Linked DNA regions of Mus musculus: all the other regions are linked to region 1. A link is a contact called in public Hi-C, HiChIP or PLAC-seq and promoter capture Hi-C data. All regions are on one chromosome and are shown on one strand. Each heading gives the region's core, a stretch centred on a gene start, on an enhancer-like site or on the middle of the called end of the contact. The rest is flanking DNA. Distances are from core to core; before and after follow the strand shown.

Region 1 (3,669 bases), core at 449-2,948:
GACGGAACACTGAGGAAATGATATTCCCAGAAGACCTCAAGGATAAGCCTTCAAAACCAGTGAGAGTCCAGCAAGTTCAAAGACATGAAGCACAATATACTGAGAGTGCCAAAAAATGGGGCTAAGGAGTGGGGAGACTACACTAAGGCAAAGAGTTATACAAGGCTTAAGTATGCCAGGATGGTGATACTGGAAGACTAGAGAGAAAGCTGGAGGCATTGCAACGGTCTGAGTAGGAAGTGATAATGACTTGGAACACAGCAGGGCTGAGGACCAGTGAAGAGATCTGAGGGTCTCCAAGAGGTGACATGACTTGAAGACTAAATGTGGGAAGTTGGAGGAGAAGGCTCTCAAGCCCATCTCCAGGTTTCTAGCTTAAGCAAGTGAGTGAATCAAGTCTGCTGACTACAACTTGTTTCTCTAACCCTTAAGTTACATACATTAGAGCCCACGCAGATGCCTGAAACCTTCTCGGGTCGCAGGTCTTCCTTGAGTGCTGCTCCTGTGCACACGCTGGGGTACAGGAGTTTTCATCTGTGTGCTCATCAAACCTTCATTAGTAGAAGACTCTCCCTGAACTATGGAAAAGTCACGTGTGAACACAACCTTAAGTTTTTCCTTTCCACTCTGCAGACATACTTAGAGATGCCTGCCAATGGAGCAAGAACTGGAGAAAAACAAGCTGGCCCTTTGGGATCATTTAAGAACCAGGTGTGTTTCCTTATCATCACATAGAGTTTCCCGGGCATCTTTGGTGTGCAGGCTAGGAGATAAATAAAGATACATTCCTGGCCTGAGCAAAGAATATATTCTCTCAGGGGATAAAGGGGAGGAAGGGAGAGAAGGGGGAAGAGAAAGGAAAGGAGAGTGGAGATTGGGGGAAGGAGAGAGAGGAAAAGAGAGGGAGGTAGGGAGTGGAGAGGAGGGGTGGAGAAAGGGAGAGGGAGGAAGGGAGAGGGAGAGAGAGATCAGCACAGCACAGCACAGCACAGCAGGTATGTCAAGCAACTTTGTCCCATTTAACTTAAGGCAGGATTACTGACTACAGAGGTACCCAAGCACAGGCACAGCCATGAAAGACTGGAGAGGGTGTGTTTGAAAGACGTCTTTAAAGAGACCAAACGTTTGCTAATCAGAGAAGAGGAGGAGGAGGAATTCTAAGAGCGGGCAACAGCCCTGGGAAAAGCAGAGAGGTAGCTGGGTACTGAGGGTCAAGCCCCCAGGGAAGAGCAGAAGGTCCTGAATCCAGGCTGGGAACGAAAATGTGACTTCCGGTTCTCTTCTGGAACCTGTTAAACTCTTACCAGTGTGCAGAGGATACTCAACACCTGCCCTAGAAAGTTCTAGTTTTGAGACTCAAATACAGATAAACAAGGGATCCCTAACTGCAACCATGGTCTCATGAGCTCTGTGTTTATCTCCTGGGGTTGGGAGCACCTCTCTCTCCAGATCCATTGCAAGTGGGCACTTGACCACTCCTAGAACTCAGATCTTCTAGAGGGCCCAAAAGATGTGGCAATGGGTTCTTGTGGGCTGGTGAGTGCCGACAAGAGAAGGACTGTAGAATTTAATCTCAGTCGGCAAAGCAGTACCATTGCTCTGGTGTGACAGTGACCTCCACCAGAAAACAAAGAACGAAAGCGTGTGTGTGTGTGTGTGTGTGTGTGTGTGTGTGTGTGTGTGTGTGTGTGTGTACGTGTGCGTGTCCTTTAATTTTTAATAGCTATTCAGACAGTCCTTGGAGAGGGAATTGGCAGGTTCAGCGGGAGGCTACTCCCCCACCTGTCTCCAGGCACTGCAGACACAGCTGCTGCGGAAGGAGACAGTCAAAGCTTCCAAGGAAAGAAATGGTGCGGAGAGCTGGGGGTGGGAGGAGGGCGCCTTTCACACAAGCCCACTGGGGACTGGGCCTGTCTAGCAACTGCAAAAACAAGCCAAGAGGACACAGTCGGGCTCTATACAACTTCATGTTAAGTAAAATCCATTCAAGAGCCAGCTCAAGAGCCGCTTCAAAATCATTGGGGTTTTTTTTGTTTTGGTTTGGTTTTTGTTTTTTAATGGGAGAGCAAGGTAACCAGAGCTTTGGTGAGGCCATGGTCAGGTTTTGCTGCTTGAATCAAGAGGAGCCCTGAGGATTTACGCGCTGTCCTAAGACTTGAAACCGAGTACACAAGACACAAAACTTCCCCGTACAGTGCCTAGCAATGTCTTTATCTGTACTCCCCTAGGCTGAAAGGACACACAAGGTTGGGTTAAAGTTCAACTCCCAAAGAAAAGGAGGAAGGGGGGTTGGGGGGAGGACAGAACGAGAGAAACAGCGGAGTCTAAGAGACGGGGAGGAGGAAAGACTGGGGTGGGGACGACAGAGAGAATAGCAGCCCGGGCCAGATTTCAACTGTCCTGATGCAAATGTTAGCAATTCTACGGTGGCCGGGGGCTCGCTGCTCCCCCAAAGTAAAGCAGCAATTAGAAAAGGGGAAGAGGCCGTTTTAGAAGATGAAAACTAAAGCAAGGAGGTATTTTTGGTATCGTTTTAATCACAAAATAGCATGAATGTGGTCTGTGCCTGCGTGCTACACAAACGTCGATTTCAATACAACTGAACGCTAGTTTGAAAATTTCCATTTTTGTAATTTGCTTCCCTTTGTTAGGCCAAGATTTGAGAGAAACCTGGCAGCGTCCCCAAGCCTGGCACGGGATCGCCTCAGACGCACTCGGCTGCTCCGGAGGCGGAGCGCGAAGCATCGGACCCGGCGGGCGGAGCCAAGCCAGCGGGGCGCAGCGCAACGCCTTCCGCCAGGGCGTCTGCCGCCACCTACCGGCGACCAGGCAAGCGTCAGTGCGACCCCAAAGCAAGCTGCTGTGAGCTGGCTGGACCTGGTCCCAGCCACTAGCAACAGCATTTCCAACAAAGGCCACCCGTCTTAGCCTACCCAGCTCAGAAACTCCTGTCTAAGTGCTCTGCCCTAGGAGTTGATCTAACTGCTTTATGTAAACCCAACCTGAGGACGAAGGCAGTCTGTGATCCCAGTATACGCTCAGCGAAGAGTGTGTGCTCCCACAACAGTAGCGTGAATGAACATATGAATGAATGAACCAACCTATTTAAAAAAAACAACAACAACAACAACTTTCAGATATATTTATGTTTGTCAGACATTTTGTTGGTGGCTAGTAAAGTCTACAATAACTGTGTGTATCCCCTCTCCAATGTGTGCAGCAGTAATGTACAACTGCCAAATTCATCCCATAGCCTCCCTTTACAGTTGCGTAAAGACGGGTTCCTGAACGTTAAGTGCTTTTTCCTATGTCAGTTTGCTGGTCATAGACCTAGTTCAGACCTACATTTTATTGACGTGTTTGGTATTTATTTTGTAAGGAAAGAGAATCATTTCATCTTTCTGTAAGCTAGCCTGCCCTGACACATATTCTTAGCCGACTGGCTAAAGGAGGTAGCTGGCTCCACCAACTACCTATGGTTGATCCCTGAGCTTCTGTCCCAGATTTCTTCTCTCAGCCAAAGCAGCTGCTCATACACTTTCGTTCCAAAAATCAAGTGTTGCTCCAAGCTAATGCCAACTGGTCTAAAGGTAAGAGTCTATTTCTTAGAGCCTAAAGGAGTCTTGGAGATTGTGTGTTAGTGAACTGCAGGCAGGTGCATTTTCTTTG
Region 2 (3,669 bases), core at 617-3,116, 870 kb after region 1:
CCTTTACACAATTGAACATTAAAACTGCTTTAGAACCATGTCTACCAGAAATGAAGCATATTTCAAAAGCTTCCTTAATATCACTGTAACTTAGTGTTTATTTACCACAAACACCAGTGAATCCCATTCCCCCTAACTATAGTTCATCAGCATTCCCACCCAGTCACTACTGGAAATGTTCTCTCCCACTGCAATTCCAGTTTGGTGCATGAGTATGAAAAGCAGCAGACTCTTTTCCATGATCATAGATTTTAAATATTTACTTGCTTGTACTGCATAATTTAGCACACTGGAGTCGGAAAGGGGTTTATATGGTAGTGGATTCCTTGCCAGTGTTAGAGAATAGAAAGTCCCTCTGTGACTCCCTTGTGAGACTGTAAAAATGTAAGGCATTACCGTTTCCTTTTCTAACCAATTAAAAAGTTTGTTTTACCATAAATCTGCAGAAAGCCTCTGCTTGTGGTATACATATAATATACCATACTTTTCTATAGTTAGCATATAAATCCAAGCCTCGGTTCTCATGGTTTGTTAATATAGTATGACAAAAAATTAAAATACAGCCATTCTGGTAGCACATGTGTGATGGTAAATCTCGGTGGTCAGTTTGACTACATCTAGAATTAATTCAGACCAAAGCTGCTGGGTACTGTAGTGAGGAGTTTTCTTAATCAGATTATTTGAAGAAGAAAGACCCACTCTAAATTTAGACCACATTTTTTTGGTAGCAGTCCAAATAAAAAAAAGGAAGGAAACTGTTCTACATCCATTTGCCCCACCTTTGCTGGCAAGTTTATTTGTCCAGTTGCTGCCAGTACTAAATCCAATTTCTTTGGAATTGAAATGAAGACAGTGCTCCAGGAATCTTCCAGGATCCAAGTGCCAGAATGGGATTTCTGAGACCTGTAGCCTCATGGACCAATTACCAGAGTCTTGGCCTTTTCAGTGTGAGACAGCCATTGTTGAACTACCTGGACCACATCCTGTAAGCAAGTCTAATATACACTCCTCTTATCAGTTCTGCTTCTTAGAGAACCCTCATACAAGTCCTTATAGAAGTTATGAGAAGGACAGCTTGTGAGATCTGTGCTATCTCCTCTCCAAGTCATCAGAAAGTGTTCTGCATTTCAAAATATGAAACAAACTATCCAAGCAGACAAAGGAGCAGATACCTTGTTATCTATGCTAATAAATGACCCTCTTGTTGTCTTGTTATACCCCTGTCCGGCCCATGTGACTGGTGAATAAATTGCTCTAGTAATTAATTCTAGGCAACTGTTTTCATGAGACTAACATGAAATAACTTTCCCAGCGTCCTAGCACAGATCTCTTATTCCAACACTAGGGGATTGAGAGAAGATAATGAGTTCTGGGTCAGTCTGGCTGTATTGCAAGTCCCTATCTTCAAATAAAACGCCACTCAATTCTAATCGTGAAACAGTTAAAATTCAAAGAACATATTTTGTATTCCAGAAGGCGTTCATTCTCTCGATGTTTAACTGTTTAACTGTCTGGTAGCAGAGATTGTTGATTTTTTTCCCCCTTGTAGTTTCTGCTCTTATTTCTTATGTATTGCTCCAACAGTCTGCGTTACTGAAAACAATATATTAGTAGAATTACATGTTGACATCATTTAGTATATCTCTCCCGATTTTTTTTTTAAAGGCAGGTCCTGTACTGTAATTCTTAACATGAATCTGAATGTGAAAACTGAATGCTCCACCAGGATGTAATCAATACCCCATACCACAGCTTGCCTTGGAGTAGACAGACTGTTAGTCTTTTAATCCAAGTGGGCTTGGTTTTAAGGACCCAGAGCTCTGTGCATGCTGGATCTTGTAGTCCCGAAACCGCAGACGCTCACCGTGCGTGGCGGGTAGTAGCTGAAGTCCAGTAGTTACAGTTACGAGGGACAGCTGTAAATCTAACTTGGGCCTGCCCCTCACAAATGAACTGCTCTAGGCTCTGAGCTTGCAGCCCGGGAGCTTAGGGTCTCCGACAGGGCTTCCTGCAGGACCGCGGCCTGCGGAGGCTTCGGTGTGCTGTGCTACGGTGGCCGCGCGGGGCCGCGGGCCGCACGTCCTGCGGTGCGTACGCGCTGTTCGGAGCGGCTGCTGGAGCCGACGCGCGTCTGGTGTGGGGACTCCTGCGCGGCTGTACAGTTATCCAGTCCCGTGTCGCCGAGGGGTCGGCTCGAGGCTGGCGGAGTGGAGAAGGTTGGAGCTTGGTGTTTGTAGTCTACGAATGGCCGGTTCTGGGGGCGGCCCTGCCCTTGGTGCAGACCCGTGGCCAACCGTCTGGGTTCCTGGAGGGTTTTGGAGCCTCTCTCGATTCTGCTTCCTCCTGAGGGTTATCTTCTGACGACTCCTCCTCGCCCTTTGAACTGTAAGCCTTCCAGTGGCCGGCTGTTCTACCCTTCTTGACCAGGAAAGGTTTTCTCCCTAGCCGCCGTATCCCATTGACTCTTCCTTGTTTCTCTTCATTTAAAACAAAAAGAGTGTATGTGTGGGAAATGTTAGATCTCAATCTGTCCGTCTGTAGCCCCGTTGCCCCTTTCGTTGTTTGAAACCGCAATCTGTAGCATTATATACCCTGGCTGTGCTAATAACGCTGACTTCATAGACCGGCTTTTGCTCATTCTCACATGCCCACCCACATCTGAGGGTTATTGAAGTTGGAAACTCAGACTACAATCTTCCGTGCGATGACCCGACATCACTGGGTCAGCTCAGCATAACTCTGCTTGAGTTTATTTTCTTAGGGTTTTTGTCGTATATTTTTGTTATCTTTATTGATTACTTTTCCACACGAGGTTCATTGCGACCTCGGGGCTAAGACTGTATTATTTTATAGCTTTTTAATCTTTGAATTACTTAGGTGAAGATTTCCTTCTGTTTGTTTACCTTTTCTGACCTTACATTCCCTTGGGAGTTTGGAATTGATTTTGTGTCAGTTGATAGCAGATAGACACAAAGGAGTGATCTTTCCTGCCTGCTGCTTGTGGCTTTTAATTAGATTATGAGTCTTTGGAAGTGCCCAGAGGGATTGGAAAGGTTTTGAAATGTATTTTCGGAGTTTCAAATGATAAAGCTTTTATTTTTCCAACTAGGGAAGAGTTCTAATTAGTCTAGTGTCTGAAGCTAATTAACTGGTTCACCTGCCATAAGAATTTGAGAACTGAAGTTAAAAACTGGGCAATGTGAGGGATTGTCTACATTAGTAAAATGAGTTTAGAGGCCCCCTTAATTGATGCTTTTTCTATAAAAGGGGATGCACATATATTTTAAAAAGAATATTTTGTTATGTGGGTGTTTTTCTACACATATGTCTGTTCATCATGGGTATGCCTGCTGCCCCCTGAAGTCAGAAGAGGGTATGTGATCTCTAGGGACTGGAATTGCTGATGATTACCTTGGGTGCTGGGAATCGAACCAAGGTCATCCACAAGAGTAGCCAGTGCTGGTGACTGCTGAGCTAACTCTTTAGCCTGGATACAAATATATTGAAAAATGTTTTGTGAAACTCTTTTTTTGAAGCTTTGTTCTTAGTAGTCTGATAGAATTGGTTAATGCTTTTGTATTGCTATTTGCTAATGTTATACACAGAGATATTTGGTGTCTTATTTTCTGGGAACCCTGTAATTTAAGTGACTTTCCCAGCTGCCTTTTT
Region 3 (3,669 bases), core at 691-3,190, 840 kb before region 1:
ACTGTACTCCATATGCACATATTCATGTCAGTCACATTCATCCCTACCCTTGTTTCCCTCTGCTCTTCTCCTCTCACCCTTGTTAATGCCCTTCAATTAAAAATAAATAAAACATTGGAAAGCTGGTGCTGCCATTTAGCTAAATGAATACAGTATGCCCACAAAATTCTAAATAGATGAGTACTTTCCATTGATTAGTACTGCTGTCAACAAGAGTCAGAGAAGCCTCTTTTGCAGTGGTCAGCAGTGACTTTAGGACTCCTGATTGAGCAAAGAACTAAGAATAGCTGTTGAAAGCCTGGCCATGGGTGGGACATCAGTCTCATCTTCTCCAAGGCTCACAGGCTGAGAGTCAGAAAGACTGATTGTAAAAGCAGGAGAAAGGTGCTCAGGGAAGCAGTATGAAACACTGACTTCTAGTCATGGCAGCTGATCTCTTGAACTCACAGCACTTAGGATTACCAGCACAAGATCTTCTCAGAACTGGGCCCCCTCAATACCATGGAGACTAGAAGGCTTCTAACATTCAGACATAGTTCATTGTTGATAGAAGAGAGAAAGAGTTCCTCCGGTGGTATAGCCACTGGTGAGCTACCCGAAATCCTGGAAGCAACATTACTGAACTCAAGGGGCAGCAACAAACACTAAAGGAACTGAAAAGCAAGAGAGTATTTGGGAGGAGAAAGGGGATTAACAGGGTGAGAGGGGGACACCAGATGGTATAAGGGGCCAGGTGAATATGATTGAAATACATTATGCACTTGTATTAACATTTCATTATTGTATATATAACTAATATGTTAAAAAAACAAAGCCATGTTCCAATGATGATCTCATAATTCCCCAACTGTAGCAGACACTCAGAATTAACATATGTTTTATTTCATTTGTATTTGAATTTGTTTTTTCCTTTTTTATTATGCTTTGAGAATTTCATACTTTAGATCCTCAGTGTAAAACAGGGAGACTCCAAAGTAGAAGAGGGGCATAAAGATTTTAAGAGCCAGGCTGCCTGCTATGAGAAAGTATCTTCTAAAGATGGCAGGGAGCTGTCCTCATGAAATACCAACATTATGAGTGCCTAAACAAAACCTGCTTAATAACCACAACAGTCCACCTGCTATCATGGATGTGGAAAACTTCACAAGACCCTCTGCTAGATGGAGATGACTCAATCAACAGCTGATGAGAGAGGGAGAGTCCATTTTCTCCAGGTGTGAGCCCCCTGATAGATTATCCAGTCCCAACTGGTTACCCATAACACATAGACATATGACCAACACTAAATGGACCCAGTGGTATGTGTGTGTGTGTGTGTGTGTGTGTGTGTGTGCATGTGCATGCAAAACAATATTTGAAAGAGTCATGACTTTGAGGAAAGTGCCTAAGGACATGGAAGAAGTTTATGATGTCAAAATAATCTTAACTCCAAGTGGATGAGGGTAAGAATACTCAGGAAGTTCATGGAGTGGAGCAGTGACCAAATCTTCAGTCTTCAAAGGTTTGATTGACAAAAGGCATAATTAAGTTAGGTATTTTGTATTCACAGCACCCCAGAGTGAATGGTATACAATGGGTGGGGAAGTCTCTAACCCTGCCTATACATTTTCCAAATCGAGCATATCAAATACACAGGACAGATTCTCCACTACTGGCAGACAAACCTGGGGCCAGAAGGACTAGCTCTGTGGAGGAAATCCACTGTAAGTGCATGGGGCAAATTTGTCTGGCCTGCATTTCCAGGGATGCAGGATGAAAGGAGGCTTTAAGGCTGCCTAGCAACACTGTGTTTATGCAGCAGTCCTCAAGACTTGGAGGGAAAAAGAGAAAGGAAACAAACAAAAAAAAAAACCTGTTTCTAGAGGCTGCTTGAGAGCTGGAGGAGAGGGGCAGGAGAGCAGGAGCCTGGGAGCAGGCCCTCCACTGCCAAGCAGGTCATGTGATCCCCAGATTCCAGGGCTGCTCGCTGACATGGGAAATGGGCCTGGTGGCTCCCAGACTGCCCCTAGCCCCACACTAATCACAGCACTCCTCTGCTGAGCCATTGTTTTCACAGCTGTTCAGCTGCTCCTGCTTAGGAGGAGGACAGACAGGCCGACTCCAAATCATGGAGAATAACACCAGAGTGCACAAAAAGGGGATGGCGGGGGGGGGGGGGGGCGAGGAGGAGGGTGGAGGGAGGACTGGAAGGATGAAAACTCTTAACTCTTTATTTGGCTACATTAAATACAATGGCTCTTTCTATGCCACGTGAGAACTTGGAGATGAAAACTGTTCTCCATCTCCGAGGTCTTTTGGGGACTAGATTTTTCACCTGAGATTCTTTCTGCCGATAAAAATCACAACAGAATTTGTGCTCCTTTTTCCTTAACACACTCGGTTACACTCACCGCTGGGAAACAGGAATACCTGGATCAGAGTGTAAGAAGGGGAAGTAAAAAAATCAATAGCCTAAAGAGAAAGTGGAGCAGACATTTACAAACTGTTCAGTGGGTACTCGGGATAATGCGAGTATAATGTCATAAGTCCTCACACAAACCGTAAAGGAGATAAAATCTCCACACTCTAAACGCAAAGCTGATGTAGTTACTGACTTGCTTACAATGACGAAGCTGTACACAGGCAGGTCATGACTCTAAGTGAGGTACTGTGACCCCCAAGACAAGGTTCTTGTTGCCAGGTGCCCTGTTTCTTTTAATGGCCCTTACCACTTTGCTGTGATTGTTGGAGGGAGCCGTAGGATGAATTATACAAATGATGGCTTCACACAACATGAGCTTGTTATCTGACTGTCTGGAGGTCAAAAGTCAGATATTGGTTTCACTGAACTAAAATCAAGATGTTTCTTCTGAACACTCCAGGGGAGAATCTGTTTTCTTTTCTTTTCCAGACTGTTGAGCCTGCCAACATTTCTTGGCCCGCTATCCTTTTCTCCACCTTCAAACCAGCAGCATGACCTCTTCTCTCTTCATCCTGAGTCCTCCTCCTGTTCCTGGAAGTGCCTCTCACCCTTCTTGGCCGAGTTAATTCTTATCCATCCCTCGAGACTCAGGTTGAGGGTTCCATCTTCTGATATGCTCAGAGCTGTGAGCATGTGTGTGCGCATGCCCATGCTTGTGCCCTTGCCCTACCATGTTCTGTGTGTGCCGCCCTCACACTTGACAGCTGGATGTAACTGGATATGGCTCACTAGAGCTAATAGTGACCATTTCCCTTCCTCAAATCTTCATTTGCTAACATCGTATTGCTAGCTATTGTAGGAATATTTATGTTACAGCAATAGGAAGTCATTATTCAGTATTTCCACCTTACCTAAACCAGCTTACCTAAATCCCACTGGCTTAATTTCTCATTCCGAGCTTTTACACCCACAGTCTCTTCTTAGCTCTACCTCACTGTTATGGTTTTACCCTTGGTAACCATGGTGAGATGCTCACTCATGCACCTACACTGTCCCCTTTTTCTATCCCTAGTGTGGAGCAATGAAAGGGAATGACCCTCCATAGACTCATGTGTTTGAATGCTGGGCCCACAGGGAGTAACACTATTAGGATGTGGCCTTGTTGGAGTAGGTATGCTTTGTTAGAGGAAGTACATCACAGTGGTAGTGGGTTTTTAGGTCTCCTATGCTCAAGCTACACCCAGTGTGGCACACTGTCTCCTTCTGCT
Region 4 (3,669 bases), core at 371-2,870, 710 kb before region 1:
ACTGCAAAACACGGCAGCGGCTCTACTGTTGGCTCCTCCCATTCCCACCCCTATGTTCCTCCAGGCTGCCACCCTGGTTCTCTACATACCCCAACCTCTCCTGCCAATTCTCCTCAGATGAAAAGAAAATCCAAAGGGGCTGGGGCACAATGGGGGCAAACGAAGGAAAAAAAAAACAAAAAAACTACAGTCTTTAGTTCCTATCTTTCCTTCTTGGGGCTAATTTTCCACTTCTTGGTTGTTCTGATCTCAGCTATTTGCAATAGTTATATATAATTTAGCATTATACAAAAGTATTGTCATATCAAACATAGTGAAATGGATTCCAAAAACACCATCTGGTATTTGGGAATGCACTGTGAGTTGGGAACGTGAGAAGAGATATTCTTTGCCACTTTGCTTGGGATCCAGCCATTAGCAGTGTAATTGCCAAGAAAAGGTGACAGGCTCCCGGCTTAAAACAAGTGGGTTCCTCCCCCCTTCTCCTATTAACTCTTGTGAGCCCTAAACCGTGTTAAAAGGGACTCTGGGGATCAGGCAATTTAAAGAAGGAAGAAAGAGAGAGAAAGACAGAGGGAGTGAGAGAGCGAGGGAGGGTGGGCAGGAGGGAGGAAAGGAAAAAGGAGGAGGTTAGAGGAGGAGGGAGATTCAGAGATGAATTAAGAGACAGAGGGAAAGAAGATCTGTGGACTGGGGTAATTGTGCTTTCAAATTATCTGGGTTTTCAGTAGATTTGCATGTTGAGCGTTTTAGTCTAAAGCCTGTTTCAAAATCCTCATTAGTCTCCTCTAATCCATCTAAAATTATGGAGGCCTATATCATGAAGGTCATCTGTGATATTGAAACCTATCACAGGGTTAGTATCTATGCCTCTATAGGAAAAAGAGAGTTCCTAACATCAAATCTCCTGAAACTGATGTTTGGAGGATGGCCACACAAAGGAAACAAAGGAAAGAGGGCTCTCCACATTTACAAACTTGTCCCTTGCTTGTCCCCTTTCAGCTAAGAAGAGTAAAAAGGAGGTAAGAAATAAAAATAAATTTAAAAGAAGAAAAAACAGAGACAAGACAAAAGTGTCATCCTTTGGGGCAGAAATCAGAGAGGACTTCTTAGCAGGAGATAAAAATAAAGAAACACCAAGGGGGAGGGAGTAGAAGCACAGGCTGTCATAGCTCTGTTCAGCCTGGCATTCACAACCAGGGTCCAGGTCTGTTTCAGGCGACAAAAAGAGTTCACAGTCATTTTTTTCCCACTCTGGTGTCAGAAGTTAGGATGTGCGACCCAGACCTGCCATTCCATTACATGGAGTCAAATGATATCTAGTGGGTGGATGAACGCCTGCCAAGGCAGAACAGTGAAAGCTAACTCTCTCCGTCGAGCTCCTGTTTTTAAATATTTATATCTCTGGCAGACTTTTTTGGGGTAGAGGAAACTGAAGGCTCTTTTGCTATCTGTCATTTCACCCAGGCAGGGGAGAGAGTCGCACAACTTGATTTTTCCTCGAGTTTGGCACCAGGAACAGGCGATGGCGTTTCTTTGGGGTGGTGAATTTTGCTTTGTGGAAAAATGGCCCAGACCAAGGATTTTTACAGGAGCCAGCAGCCGCTTTCCATGCTGGCTTGGGGCAGGGCCAAGTTCCCATTAGCACTGCTGTTACAGTTCTGGCCTGCCTTGCAGTGGGCTGATACTGGCAGTGGCCATGGCCTGTTAGAGAATCTACCGAGGAAGAATTGACAGCCTGAGGTGCAGGGAAGTATATAGAGCTAGGAACTGGACATCAGGCATCCCCCCCACTCTTGCCACCAGCATGAATTCTCTTTGCATTTGCAATTTGCTTCTGCCTGCCCCTAGTCCTGATGGCCTTGCTTCCTTCGCTGCTCCTCCTTCTTCTATGCCCCATCTCTATCCCAGGGCCTAGAATACAGCATTAGCCTTCTATCAGTGAAGCAACATCGGAGCATATGCATGGAAGTGGTTCCACAGGTAGACATGAACATTGATAGACCTGCCTCTTAACAGTGGCTCTGCCTCCTCTTAGCTGTGGGACTGCTGGTAACTTTGTTGCCCCTTCCATAGCACAGGGGAGGGGCTCACTTCTCAAAAGGATGTGGTATGGCCTGAGACAGATTGTAAGGGAGCTGAGACGATCCTCCGTTACCTCCTGAGCACAAATTATTGATGGTTGTTTGTTTGTTTGTTTGTTGTTGTTTGTCGGGCATAACAAAATGCACCCAAAAACAACACAAGGGAAGAACGATTGATTTGGTTTCTGCTCATCCTGAGTCTGGGGCAGGACAGAAACATCACAGCATGCACCAACGAAAACGCTGCTCATCTGACCAAGGCAGGAAGCAGAAAGACAGGAAGGGACCAGAGACACGTTACCCTTCAAAGGCATGTCCTAGGCAAGCAATGTCTTCCAGCTAAGCCCTGCCCCCTAGTAACCTCTTGAGCTAGAAACTTGCCCATGGGTTAATCCACTGCAGAGCTTTATACATCCACGATCCTGCCACCTCTCAGTTCAGTCACTGGCAGCTGGAGGCACAAACCTTCCACACATGAGCCTTTCGGGGTCCACTCCTTCATAGCCAAGCCAAAACTATACTCTATGGGTTTTGTCATCATCAACATTAGGTGTATGGTTCTGTCTTCAAACCTGTTGGACCCTTTTCTATACCAAGTATTGTAGTGAATGCCAGAGACATGGAGAATGATAAGACACAGAACCTTCTGGGAGTTCTCCATTAGGCAAACCAGGTTAAACAACCACAAGACAGCTACATACAACTTTTGCTCTCAACTCAAATTCCTTTTTAAATTTTTTTATTAGGTATTTTCCTCATTTACATTTCCAATGCTATCCCAAAAGTCCCCCATACCCACCCCCCCACTCCCCTACCCACCCACTCCCCCTTTTTGGCCCTGGCGTTCCCCTGTACTGGGGCATATAAAGTTTGCAAGTCCAATGGGCCTCTCTTTCCAGTGATGGCTGACTAGGCCATCTTTTGATACATATGCAGCTAGAGACAAGAGCTCCTACTCAGCTATTAAAAAGAATGAATTTACGAAATTCCTTGGCATTTCACATCATCCTGAGTGAGGTAACCCAATCACAAAGGAACTCACACAATATGTACTCACTGATAAGTCGATATTAGCCCAGAAACTTAGGATACCCAAGATATAAGATACAATTTGCTAAACGCATGGAACTCAAGAAGAACAAAGACCAAAGTGTGGACACTTTGCCCCTTCTTAGAATTGGGAACAAAACACCCATGGAAGGAGTTACAGAGACAAAATTTGGAGCTGTGATGAAAGGATGGACCATCTAGTGATTGCCATATCCAGGGATCCATCCCATAATCAGCTTCCAAACGCTGACACCATTGCATACACTAGCAAGATTTTGCTGAAAGGACCCAGATATAGCTGTCTCTTGTGAGACTATGCCAGGGCCTAGCAAACACAGAAGTGGATGCTCACAGTCAGCTATTGAATGGATCACAGGGCCCCCAATGGAGGAGCTAGAGAAAGCACCCAAGGAACTAAAGGGAACTGCAACCCTATAGGTGGAACAACAATATGAACTAACCAGTACCCCGGAGCTCAAATTCCTTTTAAGTTTTTACTTTTTACAGATGTTTTTCTCTATCATTTGTCAGTAAA
Region 5 (3,669 bases), core at 326-2,825, 690 kb before region 1:
GTTGGACTCAGCAAACTGCACTGCCTTGTACGGCCCAGCCTGAGCGATCACTGCTTTCCCAAAGACATTGCTGTCTGGTACCTTAGAAACACAACAGGAAGAAATCTAAGACCCACTTAATTCAGTAATGGCACTGCTGGGCCCCAGAAGCTGCCCATGCTGAGAACATCAGACAAAGTGGCCCTGACTCAGGCAAGGTTAAGCCAGTAGGAAACAGAGGATGGTGGACCCAGACTAGAAAGGGTCTTCATGGTAGGAATTCAGCAGCTGGCATGAGAGGTAGAGAGGCTCAAGCCATGGAGAAAGGGACAAAGGAGGAGAGATTATATTAAAACCATTCTCTCCAATAATTTATAAGCAAATGGGGTAAAAACCTGGGGGGCTAGTATGATTTTTATCCTGTTTCTAGTTACTCAGCACTGAGTGTCATCCATCAATATCTTGGTATCATCAACACTATGATCCATGTATCCAGCACCCTTATTTATAGAAGGACACCTCTGTGTATATAATACTAGGTAGTTTCTATAGTTAGAATCTCACATATCCCCCACAATCCTGGAAGAAACTTTAAATGTGGAACTTAGAGGAGCACAGTACATGAAGATGTACTTTCCAGGGTTTATGGGATCCTAGCTCCTACTCTTCCTTTCTGTCTTATTCTCAGCCACCAGAACGTGAACAACTTGTCCCACACTGCACCACACCACACTCCTACCATGATGTTCTTCCCCACTGTAAAATAGCAGGGCTGTCTGAAACCACATAAAACGTGTCTAAGACTGGAAACCCAAATAAACCTTTCTTCTTTTTAAATTGATTGTCTCGGGTATTTTGCTAGAAACATTAAGCTGCCATAGTTGTCAATGTGTTAGCGTGAATTATATGCAACTACCAGCATTTGGCTATTGTTTGCTTGAGAGAGAGAGAGAGAGAGAGAGGAGGGAGGGAAAGAGAGAGAGAGAAAGAAGAGAGAAAGAAGTAGGGGTTAACTTCATGTGTTTCAGACCCAGTTTCTATAAGGGTTGGTCCATTAACATGGTGATGGACATGACCAAAGAAGGAAGGAAGGAAGAAGAAAAGACTTGAGGGGATGGTGGCCATAGCAAGGACAAAGCCCACCAGCATTTATTGTCAGGGCCCCTGCAAATAACTATAGATTTGTGGCCCAGGGGCCTGGACTCCAGACAAGCCAGGTGTTGTTTACCAGCAAGTCACAGAAGTCTCAGGCTAAGCTGCCCCCTCCCCAACACCCAGAGGCCCAAACAGCCCTGGCCGGCCTCTCTCTGTGAACAGAAATCAGATCACATGTTGCCTGAAGTCAGATATGTGACCAGACTCGGTGCACTGTGCAAGATTTCAGCGATGATGAAAATAGCTTTCTCCTGCTGCATTTAACATCTGGTGTCACAGATTTTTGCTGAGAGCCATAAAATCACTAACTTGCAGAGAAAACCTCATTGTGGAAACATACATTTCTGGGGGAGGGGGTGGCAGCCAGAGCCCGGCTGTGTTCTCAGCCTGCCTCAATGACAACTTAGCAGCAGCCCTTTGTCTCCAGGGAGGAAGATGAATTTCACAAAGCCTTGAGAGGAATCTGGGGCAATAGAGAAACAGCGCTAGGCTAGCAACTCCGTGTCACTGACTAGCTGAGAGACCTCAGACTGGTTTCTTAACCTCTCGGAACTTTCATTTCCTTATCTAATAAATAAATAAATAAATAAATATATATATATAAATATATAAATAAATAAAAGCAAAGATAAAAATAGCCACCTGCTGGGGTTACTGTGTGGATTCAATGACTAACATATGTGGCAGGGCCTGGCACAACAGTAAATGCTAGCTGCTTCTTCCTTTCTTCTTTTCTTTTTTTGTTCCCTGACATTTCCTTTCAGACCCAAGTCTGCCTGAACACTGTGGCATTTGTCAAAGCTCCTGCATACAGAGTTCCTGCAGTGCCTGGCCCAAGTAGTGGGCACTTGGTCCCTGGGGCCATGCTGGGAGGAGCTCTTCCAGGATTGACAACACCTATTGAAGGCCTCTTATGAGCAGTGCCCCAAGCACCTGCTGAGTGTGGAGGGAACTGTAGGGCCTCTGGGAAGCAAGCAAGGAAGCAAGGAAGGAAGCAAGAAATCAAGGAAGGAAACAAGCAAGGAATCAAGGAAAGAAGGAAGGAGGGAGGGAAGGAAGGAAGGAGGGAGGGAAGGAAGGAACGGAGGAAGAAAGCAAGGAAGGAAGGAAGCAAAGAATGAAGGAATCAAGGAAGGAAGCAAGGAATCAAGGAAGAAAGCAAGGAATCAAGGAAGGAAGCAAGGAAGGAAGGAAGCAAGAAAGGAAGGAAGGAGGTTAGGCAACCACAAGCCCACCCACCTGTGCTTCTTTAGTAACCCCATTCTATCCAGGAAGATGCATGGCCTATGGATTCAAAGAATCCATGACAAGGTGAGGTGAGGCCCAGGTTCACCTGTGAGTAGATGGGATTGGAGAGACACTGTACAACTTAAACTAAGAGTGAAGAGAGGCTGCCTACCAGCCACAGCCACATCTGGAACATGTGTCTTTGTACTTGACACTCTCGGCTACCTATGACATATAGTTTCTGTCTCATCACTACTGTGAGCAGAGTGTGAGTTGCTCAACATGATGTGTGTGACCACAGTACTGGTCTGCTCCTCAGTATGGACTTGACCTTTACCCAGGCCACAGGTGCTGCAGATATCAGCTGGGACATCCACAGTCTTCCTCTGCACAAAGTCCCTTGTGTATTCTGTGTCCTTGTCCTCTGTCTCTGTCACTGTCTCTCCATATCCCCATGTGTCTGTGCCCTTACTCTCTGCATTTTTCTGCATCTTTCTGTCTGTCTCCTTCATTCCAGATGCTATCTACCTGCACTACTCCCCCAGCTGCCTGGGGTCCCCCACAGCCCAGCCACTCTTCACATATTTTTAACTCTCAATTATTATCTTTGCCGTCACCATTTCTGGCAGCAGGCCACAGCAAACAGAATGTGAGAAAGCAAAAACTAATGAGCTTCTTCAGAGAGAGTAGGGGGCCTCTGTTACACGTCTAGTCCTTGGAGTCTAACTTCTGGCACTTCCATCACGTCTCCAAATGGTAGGTGAGGGTTGTTACTTTTCAATTTGGTTGGGCTGTGTAGCACATTGCAGCAATTAAAATGCACCCTTCGTGTAAAATCACAACAGGGCCAGCAGGAAGGGTGCCGGTGTGTGAGGACGTATTTCTTTAAAAGTTACTTTTTTTTTTTCACATGTTCTCTGAGGTTGAGATATGCTACAACCAGATTTATGCAGGAAGAGCAGCACACATATCATTCATGACAAGGCATGGCCCTGACTGGTTGAAGACCTTCCAGGGCTTGATAGGCCTGCCTGTGGTTGAGTCTGGGTCTCTGGATTTAGCCTTGAGATTAAACTGACCTACCAAATTATGCGGTGGGTTTGGCCAAGTCAAGGGGCTCACCTATGTCTTCATCAGTCATTCCTCACCAATAGTTCATAGAAGTTCCCAGAGAGCAGGAAATGAATGACTTTAAGAAAGGCAATGATGGAGAGTGGAATGGGGTTCGTCAACTACACTGGCGTTCACTCATCCAACATATATTCACAAGTTATTTTGTGGACATCATGTATAATGCTGCCTTCAATA
Region 6 (3,669 bases), core at 839-3,338, 630 kb before region 1:
TGTACCCCACCTCCCCCCATTGCTCTGTGCTATAACTGACCCTGCTTGTTTGGTTTCAAATGGCTGCGTGATGTCACAGGATAAACTAGGAAGTGATATCTAGACACACTATAACACTATAGTGATATCTATAACACAACTCTAGAGATACCGCTGTCAAGAGTATTGGGAGGAGAAGAGTTTTAAGCTGATATTAACCCTGGTGATGAGGCATTTTATTTAATCGCAAGTGATAAAACTCAGATTTTAACGACAGCCTCACAATGTTCTTGTCCCCTTTAAGCAGCTGAGCTCAAACAGTTGCAGCACACTCCAGCGCATGACTGGGTGAGAATTGCTGGGACACAGGGTCACAAGGATACCAAGCAAGCCACAGTAGAAGCTCCAGGTGGTGATTCAAGAAGCCAGATGTGAGCTGAGAGCTTGCTTAAAGCCATCTGGAATGGTAAGGGAGGACCAAGCCAACATTTTCAATGCACTCAAAGCCAGACGCTTAAGAAATAGCATCTTGACACTAGACCAAAGGGCAAGAAGCAGACTCCACAAAGATGAAGCCCAGGAGAACTGAAGGGAAGCCAACCAAGTCTTGATAATTAAAAAAGAGAGAGAGAGAGATGAGGTCAGGAACATGTGGAGATGGTTTGGATGATTCGGTGCATATCTGTGAGAAGTATGCCACTTATATTTATTAATGAATATAATGATAATTGCTCCCAAAGGCCCCCACAGTTGGTGTTTTATCACTGTAACAAAAAAAAAAAAAAAAAAACCAGAGATAACCAACTCAGAAACACAAGAGGTATGCTTTACATCATAGCTTTGGGGGTTTCTGTGTATAATTGGTCCCATTGTTTTTGTCTATAGAAGTACAGCACAGCACATTGGGAGCTGCCCACCTCATGGTAAAGAAGTAAAGATATAGAAGGGGATGATGTACCCCATTTAAAGGGACATTTCCAGTGCCCTATGGATCTCCCCATAAACTCAACCTCTTAAAGTTACACTGCCTCAAAGCAGTGCCACACTGGAGGAACAAGTTCAGTGCCACACTGGAGGAACAAGTTCAGTGCCACACTGGAGGAACAAGTTCAGTGCCACACTGGAGGAACAAGTTCAGTGCCACACTGGAGGAACAAGTCTTTAATACATGGACCACTGAGGGGCATTTAATGTGCAGGCTCTTAACACTGCTTTCTCTCACTATAGTCAGCTTTACTTTAGAAATATACCGCAGTGATAACTCAAGAGAAACCCATAGTTATCCCTGCTGTGCAATGCAAGTGTGTGCCCACATTGGGCCGTTTTAAAATTGTAGAGAGAAGGCCAACGAGACTTGAGGAAACTGTTCAGATTGGAATAAACACATTCCCAAGGCAGCATTCAAATAGTTGGTGCAAGTAAAATATACTTCCTGAGACGTTACAGTGCTTGTTGGGTGGGCTCATAAACAACAGTGAGACCTCTTCCGGTGACCAGGGCATTCTGAATATACCAATAGAAAATGGAAATAGAGCCCTGGCATAATAAGGCTCCAGTTTCCATGGCTGTCATTGATCTTGAATGTCTACCTCTAAACACAATGACTTAACTTGGTTTGGTTTCTCTTGCTACAAAGCCAGTCTCATCAATACCCAAGCCCAGACCCAAGCCAGCTCTCTGAGTAGAACTCAACTCTGGCCTTTCTGGAGAGAGACATTCCAGTCCCTGAAGTCCTTAGCATTTTACAGACTTCTTTAAAGGACCAAGTACAGTGTCTGGTACAATAAATCTGTGTTGACTTCTAAGCCAAGGCTGCCTGTGCTGAGGGAAGTCATGTTTTCACATTTATTAGACTTTCTTATTTTATGATTCACTTCATGGGACCCATGCCAGCAGCCCTGATGCTTTAGGAAGTGGACTGATGACTCAGGGACACAGTGTTAGATGTCCCCAACGGAGAGCTACAAGTGCCTCCTGGATGTCTCAGGCAGCCTAGAAGCTGCATGCTCAGGTTTGGCCAATGCTTTCTCTGCATTGTCTCTGCCTATTGTGTGCATGTGAGGAACGGCTGTTAGCATGTGCTCTGTGCTCCCTGGAAGAGCGGGACCAAACCTCACCACTAAAATGGGAAAGTTTCCATGATTTCATTCTCTCACCCACAGTGATCTCCGGTTTGCACGCTCGGATGAGGGGAGAGGTCTGCTTTCAATTAGATTTACTCAAAGGGGGAAAAAAGTGTTTTTAAATGGTGTGTAAAAATAATTCAATAAAGGCCTCAGAGGTGTGAGCTGTTGTCATACTCCTGTTTGGAAAACGTCACTCAGAAGGCACCCAGAGGCAACAGAGGGATGTGACACCTTAAAAAATTAATTTGTGAACCAAACCTTTGAGATTACTTGTCCTTTGTGCCAAGCTTCCAGTGTCCTCACTGGGGAAACCCGAGGCTCGGGACTGTTAGCCAGGCTCGGTCATGTTACCTGGTTTGGTACTACAGAAATTACACTTTTTTATACTTTCCCTTTAATTCTAAATGTCACCAAGAAGGTTAGCCCCTAACACAAAAGATACTCTATGGCCTTACTACAGACAGTTACCTACTCATAAATCTTGGTCAGACAGTAATGGGGGTATGAGAAATGATTGAATTCAGTCCAGTATCACAGTGTTAGATCGAGGGGAGACCTGGAGAAGGTGAAGCTGGGGAGTCTCAGAGGAGACAGGAGGTCCGCCCACCCCACCCCACCCCCTTGTGCTGAGAACCCTCATCTTTTTGAATGACATTTTAGATGCGTATGAGTGACGTCATTCAGGATGGTAATAGTTCAGTGAACACTCGGATCCCAAGCTCAGTAGGAAAGAAGAACTGAAAATGAGATGGAGGGACTGGGTTATGCTGTATCCCAGCTCAGTCAATCACTCCACTGTACGATCCCAGTGTCGGGATCAGGGCTGCCAGTATTTCGTACAAAACAACTGAAGGTCCTTGGGAGGGAAGCCACTAAATTGTTATAAAAGTCATTGAAAGTGGGTTAGTGAGATGGCTCAGCCAGCTGAAGTGCTTGCCGCCAAGTCTGACAACCTGGGTTCCATCTCTAGAAAACATGTGGTACATGGAGAGAAGTCACTCCCACACGTTTTTTTGGGGGGGCGGGGGATAAATCTAATTGAAAGCAGGTCTCTCTCCACATCTGAGCTTGTAAGAAAGTTGTACTCTGACATACACACACATACACATACCACATTCACAGCCACCCCTCCCACACACGTGCATAATAAATAAGTGTAACATTAAGTCATAAAAAGAGACACTATGGTTAAGGGAGTTAACATTGTTCCATTAAACAGTGATCACTTTGAACAAATCATTCTGACTGGGCCTTCCACTTATGCTAAAACCATGTGCCTCTAGCCTCCCACCCGGGACCAACCCCACAGCATGGACCACCTGGGTGTCTGGGATGAAGGTCTTCCCACGGGTTACTCTTCTACTTGACAGCCTATGTCTAGCCACTAGGCATAGTCCTATGAGCATGTCACATGAGGATTCTGAGCAAAAAGACCTAATGGCTCCCTGCTGACCACTGGTCAAAATCATGACTCCGAAATGCCTGTCAAATGTTGCAAATTCTGGTGCACACTCCCTCCCACAGCTTCTCTGGTCCAAACTTCCTGTTGCCTCCTCACCCCCAC
Region 7 (3,669 bases), core at 638-3,137, 600 kb after region 1:
CCTTGAGTTTGTGCCCATTCTTGGACTGGTCTCTCTGGGATCCTTCCACTACAGCCATGTTTTCGTAGTTTATCTTTCCCTGCCCCTACAGTAAAGTATCTTTAAACTCCAAATCTGCTTCACAAACTGGCAAGTCTGAAAATGAGTTTCTGGAATTAAGCCACGAATCCCAGTTTGGACCGGGCGAAGGTCCCTAAAAGTTGACAGGAACTCCTCAGGCTGCCAGCTGACCCTGGAAAGTTGTGCATCCTGCTTGTTCCCACATACGCCCATTTCACTACAGTTCCTACCGTCGTACTTAGACTCCCTATTATCCAAGCATCCTGTCCTCATTTCCAACACCAAGCTTCTAAAGCTCCCGGTGCTATGGACACGTGTGATGTGCAGCTCATCTTCTCCCACAAATGGACCTCCCCTCCATGCCATTCAAAGTACACTTCCTGGAACTGTCTGCTGAAACGTCAGTCTTCATTATCCCATCGAAACGACCAAACGGTTACCTTTTTAAAAAAAATCTACCATTTACACTATTTCAAATCACCAGTTTAATTTCGGTCTTCAGTAGACTGTAGATCATGGAGTACATTCCCTTCGCTTGTTATCCCTACCATGCTGAAAATAGTTCAACAGGGCATTAAACAGGGCAACACACACGGAGGGCACTAAACAGGGCAACGCACACAGTGGGTACTAAACCGAGCAACACACACCGTGGCCATTCAACAGACCAACTCACGATGGGCATTAAACAGGGCAACGCACACAGTGGACATTTAAAAAACAACAAAAAAACCCCACTTGAACGGATTTGTACTGAGTTCTCATCAGCTGTAGTACCGCACTGTGAGATCATCTCACAAAAGACAGAGCATACAGAACCAAGCCCAAACCGGGTGAGGCTGTGCGGCTGCCTGTGGGTCATTCGGTACCGGCTCGCGCCAGAACCCGTTGAAGCTCCAGCCGCGAGACCAGCCTGAGAACTAAAACCCTTGTGCAGCCTGCGAGAGGGGAGAAGGACCCGAGGCTCCAAGGCGTTCGGCTGTGCACTGTCTAGCTAAGGCAGTGCTCATTCTTAACGCACAACTTGAGATAGGGTGGACCGCGGCTTCCTCGGTAAACTGGACGCCCAGCGGGCGCCGAGCAGCTAGCAAAGCGCATCAGCCATTTTCCGAGCGTCTTTGGTAACCCTTCCGGAGAGGGCACGCCAGGAGGGGGAAGAAAAAAAAAAAAAAAGAAAGAAAGAGGCGGGCCTGCACCGGGGCCTCGGCCCAGAAGCCACACCCTCCGGGCTCGCCACCTCCCCATGCTAACAAAACGGAAAGCGGAACCCTAACCTCGGCAGAGAAAGCGCGCACTGGAGCGCCAATGAGCTTGCAAAGAGCCGCTCCAGGGCGCCGTATGCTCTCCCGGGATTGGCTGGGCCTCGTTCCTTGTACTTTTTTTATTGGTCAGACTGTCTTCTCTGCCGGCTAATTGTTTTATTCGTATAGGTACTTTTTGATTGGCTCTTCCTGGTGGGGCGGAGGAATGAGGTTTTGGAAATTGTTCAGCCTGGATTGGCGCATTTGAGCACCTGAGGAAGGGGCTTGTCCCAGTCACTCCCTGTCCCATCTCCCGACCCGTAAGCTCCCTCCCCTTCAACTCGCGAGTGCTAATGTTTAAAAAGAATTAAAAAAAAAAAAAAAAAAAAAAAAAAAGAGGGCGTGAGCGAGCGAGTGAGCCTCCTGCGCGCCAGCCCGGCCTCCTGCGCAGCGCGCGCCTCTGCGAGGACCCGCGCGAGCTGCCCGTGCCGCTGCCTGCGCTGTTTAAACTGCAGAACCCGTTAGGCCCCGGGAGGAACTACCGTTCCAGCTGGTTCCGGAGCCGAGCGTGCCGGGGGCGAGGGGCGGTCGCGCGGCGGCTCGCGCCTTTCGCGCCTCTGCAACGTGGAGAGGAGAACCGGCACTTTCCGTGGACGCCACCTCCAGCCGCGACGCTGGCGCGGGCGGGGGTTCACTCGCGGGGGTCCTGAGACTGAGGAAAACGCGCCAAGTTCCCCCTCGGCGGCCGTGCGGGGACCCTGCGGCTCGGGAGCGCCGCCACCGCTGTGCGCCCGTAGCCTTCCCGGCCGGGCTGCGCCGGGGATGTAGTGGTGCCGCGGCGGGCAGGACCGAGCGGCGGCCCGGCTCCCGCTCCGCGGACGAATGGTCACTCCCCCGCGGGAGGCGCCCACCAGCGATCCCTCTCCCGGGACGGCGGCCGGGCTCACCTGTCGCGCCCGCACTCTGCCCGGCTGGTCTCCCCGGCGGCGGCGCCGCGGACTCGCGAAGGGCCATGACCGGGTAAGGAGCGCCCGGGGTTCAGGGCCCGGGGCTGCGCGGCAGGTGCTGACGGTGGGGAGGGCCCCTTAGGCTCGGGCTGCGCTGCGAGGGACTGCCGGCGGGCGCGGCGACCCCCGGGGTGGCACACCCAGGACCCAAGTGCCCCTCTGCCCACGCCTTTCGTAATGGGAGAGGCTGGCCGGGAGAAGAGATGTTTGTGATCGCAGTGTCCTGGGTCGGGGCTTGCGAAATTTTACCGCGCATTTTCTTGACTTACAGTTTCTCCAGAAGTGTGTACGGCGCCACGTGTCTTAACCCTGCGCCCAAGAGTTTGTTTTTATTGTTTCACGTTTTTCTTGAAAGAAGAGTTGAATCCTATCATTGTACACAGATTTGAAAAGTAGTGGGACTGAGGATTCACGGTGTCATTTGGTCAAGAAGACTTAGGGCTAAGTTCATTGTGCGAAGCTTGGGTTATAGTTCTGGAGAGGCTTTTTTGACTGAAAGCTCTGAGAAGGGACGTGGAGAACATAAGATTGGGCACCCGGGAAAGTGTCGCGCTCTTGGTGACCATCAGTGCTGGCTGGCTGTTTAGAGGGTCCCAGATTGGGTGGCTGGCCGAGATGACGGCCGCTGTTTGAGCTGGCTGATGACTTTTCTCTCACTGGCTCCCAGGAAGACACCTTTCCGGAGTCATTAGTGCTTGGGGGAAGTCTGACAGTTTTGCGAAGGCTGGTTTATCATTCCTAACAGGTCATTTCATCAAGAACATTTAAGGGGCCAAGAGACAAAAATTTAAGTTGCAGATAAGATGGGAAATTTTGCCAGTTGTCCAGTTTTTCCTGAGTTGGTTCCCAGAAATGGTTTCCCTGCAGTGTACAGTGAACTGGGGTGAAATGTTTAGGGGTAGAGTTTGAATCAATTTGTGTGTACCTCAACTACTTACTACTTGGGTACCTATATTTGAAACTCGTTCATATTTTTGGAATATTGGAATAGAAGGATTATCTTTCTTCTAGATGTTCCAAATAAAAAATAAATTTCTATAAAGTATCACAGGTATTGCCGTATCTCTCTTCCTCCCTCCCCCGCTCCCGTTTAAAGTTTTACCTTGAAACTTCTAGTCACATAGCTTAGAAACAATTGGAGCTGGGTGTAGCTTGGCCGTAGGACTTCCCACTGGGGAGAAGAGGCTGGCAGGTAGATTTTTGAGTTCCAGGCCAGCCAGGGCTACACTGGGAGACCCTGTCTCAAAACAGAGCATAGTTGGAAAACTAAAGTATATTGTAATCTTTAGCACACATGAGACGGGCAAGTTTTTCCGACCTCTGTTCCAGCTTTGTATGTGTAGTTCACATTGACTACAAGT

Evidence for each region. Promoter capture Hi-C pulls out the DNA fragments that hold promoters and counts their contacts. Hi-C and Micro-C count contacts between places; a contact is called where the count stands out from the background. HiChIP or PLAC-seq counts read pairs in DNA pulled down with a chosen protein or histone mark.
Region 2: a promoter capture Hi-C map of pre-B cells shows a contact between it and region 1, with 2.3 times the contacts expected there. The contact joins the promoter of Atg4c here to the promoter of 0610025J13Rik in region 1. A contact is called at or near these places in 3 of 39 promoter capture datasets (3T3-L1-derived adipocytes, pre-B cells and stem cell-derived epiblast-like cells).
Region 3: a promoter capture Hi-C map of the C10 cell line shows a contact between it and region 1, with 7 times the contacts expected there. The contact joins the enhancer-like site here to the promoter of 0610025J13Rik in region 1. A contact is called at or near these places in 6 of 39 promoter capture datasets (the C10 cell line, cranial neural crest, embryonic stem cells and 3 more), 1 of 15 datasets of contacts at CTCF or cohesin (large pre-B cells) and 1 of 115 datasets of contacts at active chromatin or transcription factors (astrocytes).
Region 4: an H3K4me3 HiChIP or PLAC-seq map of embryonic forebrain shows a contact between it and region 1, with 4 times the contacts expected there. The contact joins the enhancer-like site here to the promoter of 0610025J13Rik in region 1. A contact is called at or near these places in 8 of 39 promoter capture datasets (the C10 cell line, the HPC-7 cell line, hematopoietic stem and progenitor cells and 4 more), 1 of 15 datasets of contacts at CTCF or cohesin (large pre-B cells), 5 of 484 Hi-C or Micro-C datasets (cerebellum, hematopoietic stem and progenitor cells, liver and 1 more), 8 of 115 datasets of contacts at active chromatin or transcription factors (bone marrow-derived macrophages, embryonic forebrain, embryonic limb bud and 4 more) and 1 of 9 other capture datasets (embryonic stem cells).
Region 5: an H3K4me3 HiChIP or PLAC-seq map of embryonic limb bud shows a contact between it and region 1, with 5 times the contacts expected there. The contact joins the enhancer-like site here to the promoter of 0610025J13Rik in region 1. A contact is called at or near these places in 6 of 39 promoter capture datasets (cranial neural crest, embryonic stem cells, liver and 2 more), 1 of 15 datasets of contacts at CTCF or cohesin (large pre-B cells), 5 of 484 Hi-C or Micro-C datasets (bone marrow-derived macrophages, cerebellum, cerebral cortex and 1 more), 5 of 115 datasets of contacts at active chromatin or transcription factors (astrocytes, bone marrow-derived macrophages, embryonic limb bud and 2 more) and 1 of 9 other capture datasets (embryonic stem cells).
Region 6: a Hi-C map of uterus shows a contact between it and region 1, with 2.4 times the contacts expected there. The contact joins the enhancer-like site here to the promoter of 0610025J13Rik in region 1. A contact is called at or near these places in 9 of 39 promoter capture datasets (the C10 cell line, HPC-7-derived erythroid cells, cranial neural crest and 5 more), 2 of 15 datasets of contacts at CTCF or cohesin (the NIH/3T3 cell line and large pre-B cells), 8 of 484 Hi-C or Micro-C datasets (cortical neurons, embryonic fibroblasts, nephron progenitors and 1 more) and 7 of 115 datasets of contacts at active chromatin or transcription factors (embryonic basal ganglia, embryonic fibroblasts, embryonic forebrain and 4 more).
Region 7: a promoter capture Hi-C map of liver shows a contact between it and region 1, with 2.3 times the contacts expected there. The contact joins the promoter of Usp1 here to the promoter of 0610025J13Rik in region 1. A contact is called at or near these places in 3 of 39 promoter capture datasets (3T3-L1-derived adipocytes, liver and stem cell-derived epiblast-like cells) and 1 of 115 datasets of contacts at active chromatin or transcription factors (embryonic stem cells).

Annotation. Positions count from the first base shown.
Region 1 is chr4:98,319,658-98,323,326 of GRCm38.p6, forward strand. It overlaps 0610025J13Rik (a long non-coding RNA gene), which reads left to right and starts at 1,699. Exons shown (of 3, transcript XR_376450.3): 1 at 1,699-1,850; 2 at 2,652-3,590.
Region 2 is chr4:99,192,068-99,195,736 of GRCm38.p6, forward strand. Atg4c (autophagy related 4C, cysteine peptidase) reads left to right here and starts at 1,867. Exons shown (of 11, transcript NM_175029.3): 1 at 1,867-2,385.
Region 3 is chr4:97,475,046-97,478,714 of GRCm38.p6, forward strand. No RefSeq gene overlaps it. Among named protein-coding and RNA genes, the nearest start is that of Gm40207, 60 kb to the left of the region's middle. Within about 2 kb of position 1,941, at least 108 of the 459 cell types and tissues checked have an H3K27ac peak or open chromatin away from gene starts, as enhancers often do.
Region 4 is chr4:97,610,106-97,613,774 of GRCm38.p6, forward strand. It overlaps a transcript of Nfia not described here. Among named protein-coding and RNA genes, the nearest start is that of E130114P18Rik, 27 kb to the left of the region's middle. Within about 2 kb of position 1,621, at least 58 of the 459 cell types and tissues checked have an H3K27ac peak or open chromatin away from gene starts, as enhancers often do. A contact at or near this core is called in cerebellum, embryonic forebrain, heart atrium and 1 more, where this site is marked.
Region 5 is chr4:97,634,101-97,637,769 of GRCm38.p6, forward strand. It overlaps a transcript of Nfia not described here. Among named protein-coding and RNA genes, the nearest start is that of E130114P18Rik, 51 kb to the left of the region's middle. Within about 2 kb of position 1,576, at least 31 of the 459 cell types and tissues checked have an H3K27ac peak or open chromatin away from gene starts, as enhancers often do. A contact at or near this core is called in cerebral cortex, embryonic limb bud and stem cell-derived neural progenitor cells, where this site is marked.
Region 6 is chr4:97,693,738-97,697,406 of GRCm38.p6, forward strand. It overlaps a transcript of Nfia not described here. Among named protein-coding and RNA genes, the nearest start is that of Gm38709, 82 kb to the right of the region's middle. Within about 2 kb of position 2,089, at least 36 of the 459 cell types and tissues checked have an H3K27ac peak or open chromatin away from gene starts, as enhancers often do. A contact at or near this core is called in fibro-adipogenic progenitors and uterus, where this site is marked.
Region 7 is chr4:98,921,923-98,925,591 of GRCm38.p6, forward strand. Usp1 (ubiquitin specific peptidase 1) reads left to right here and starts at 1,888. Exons shown (of 9, transcript NM_001301414.1): 1 at 1,888-2,321.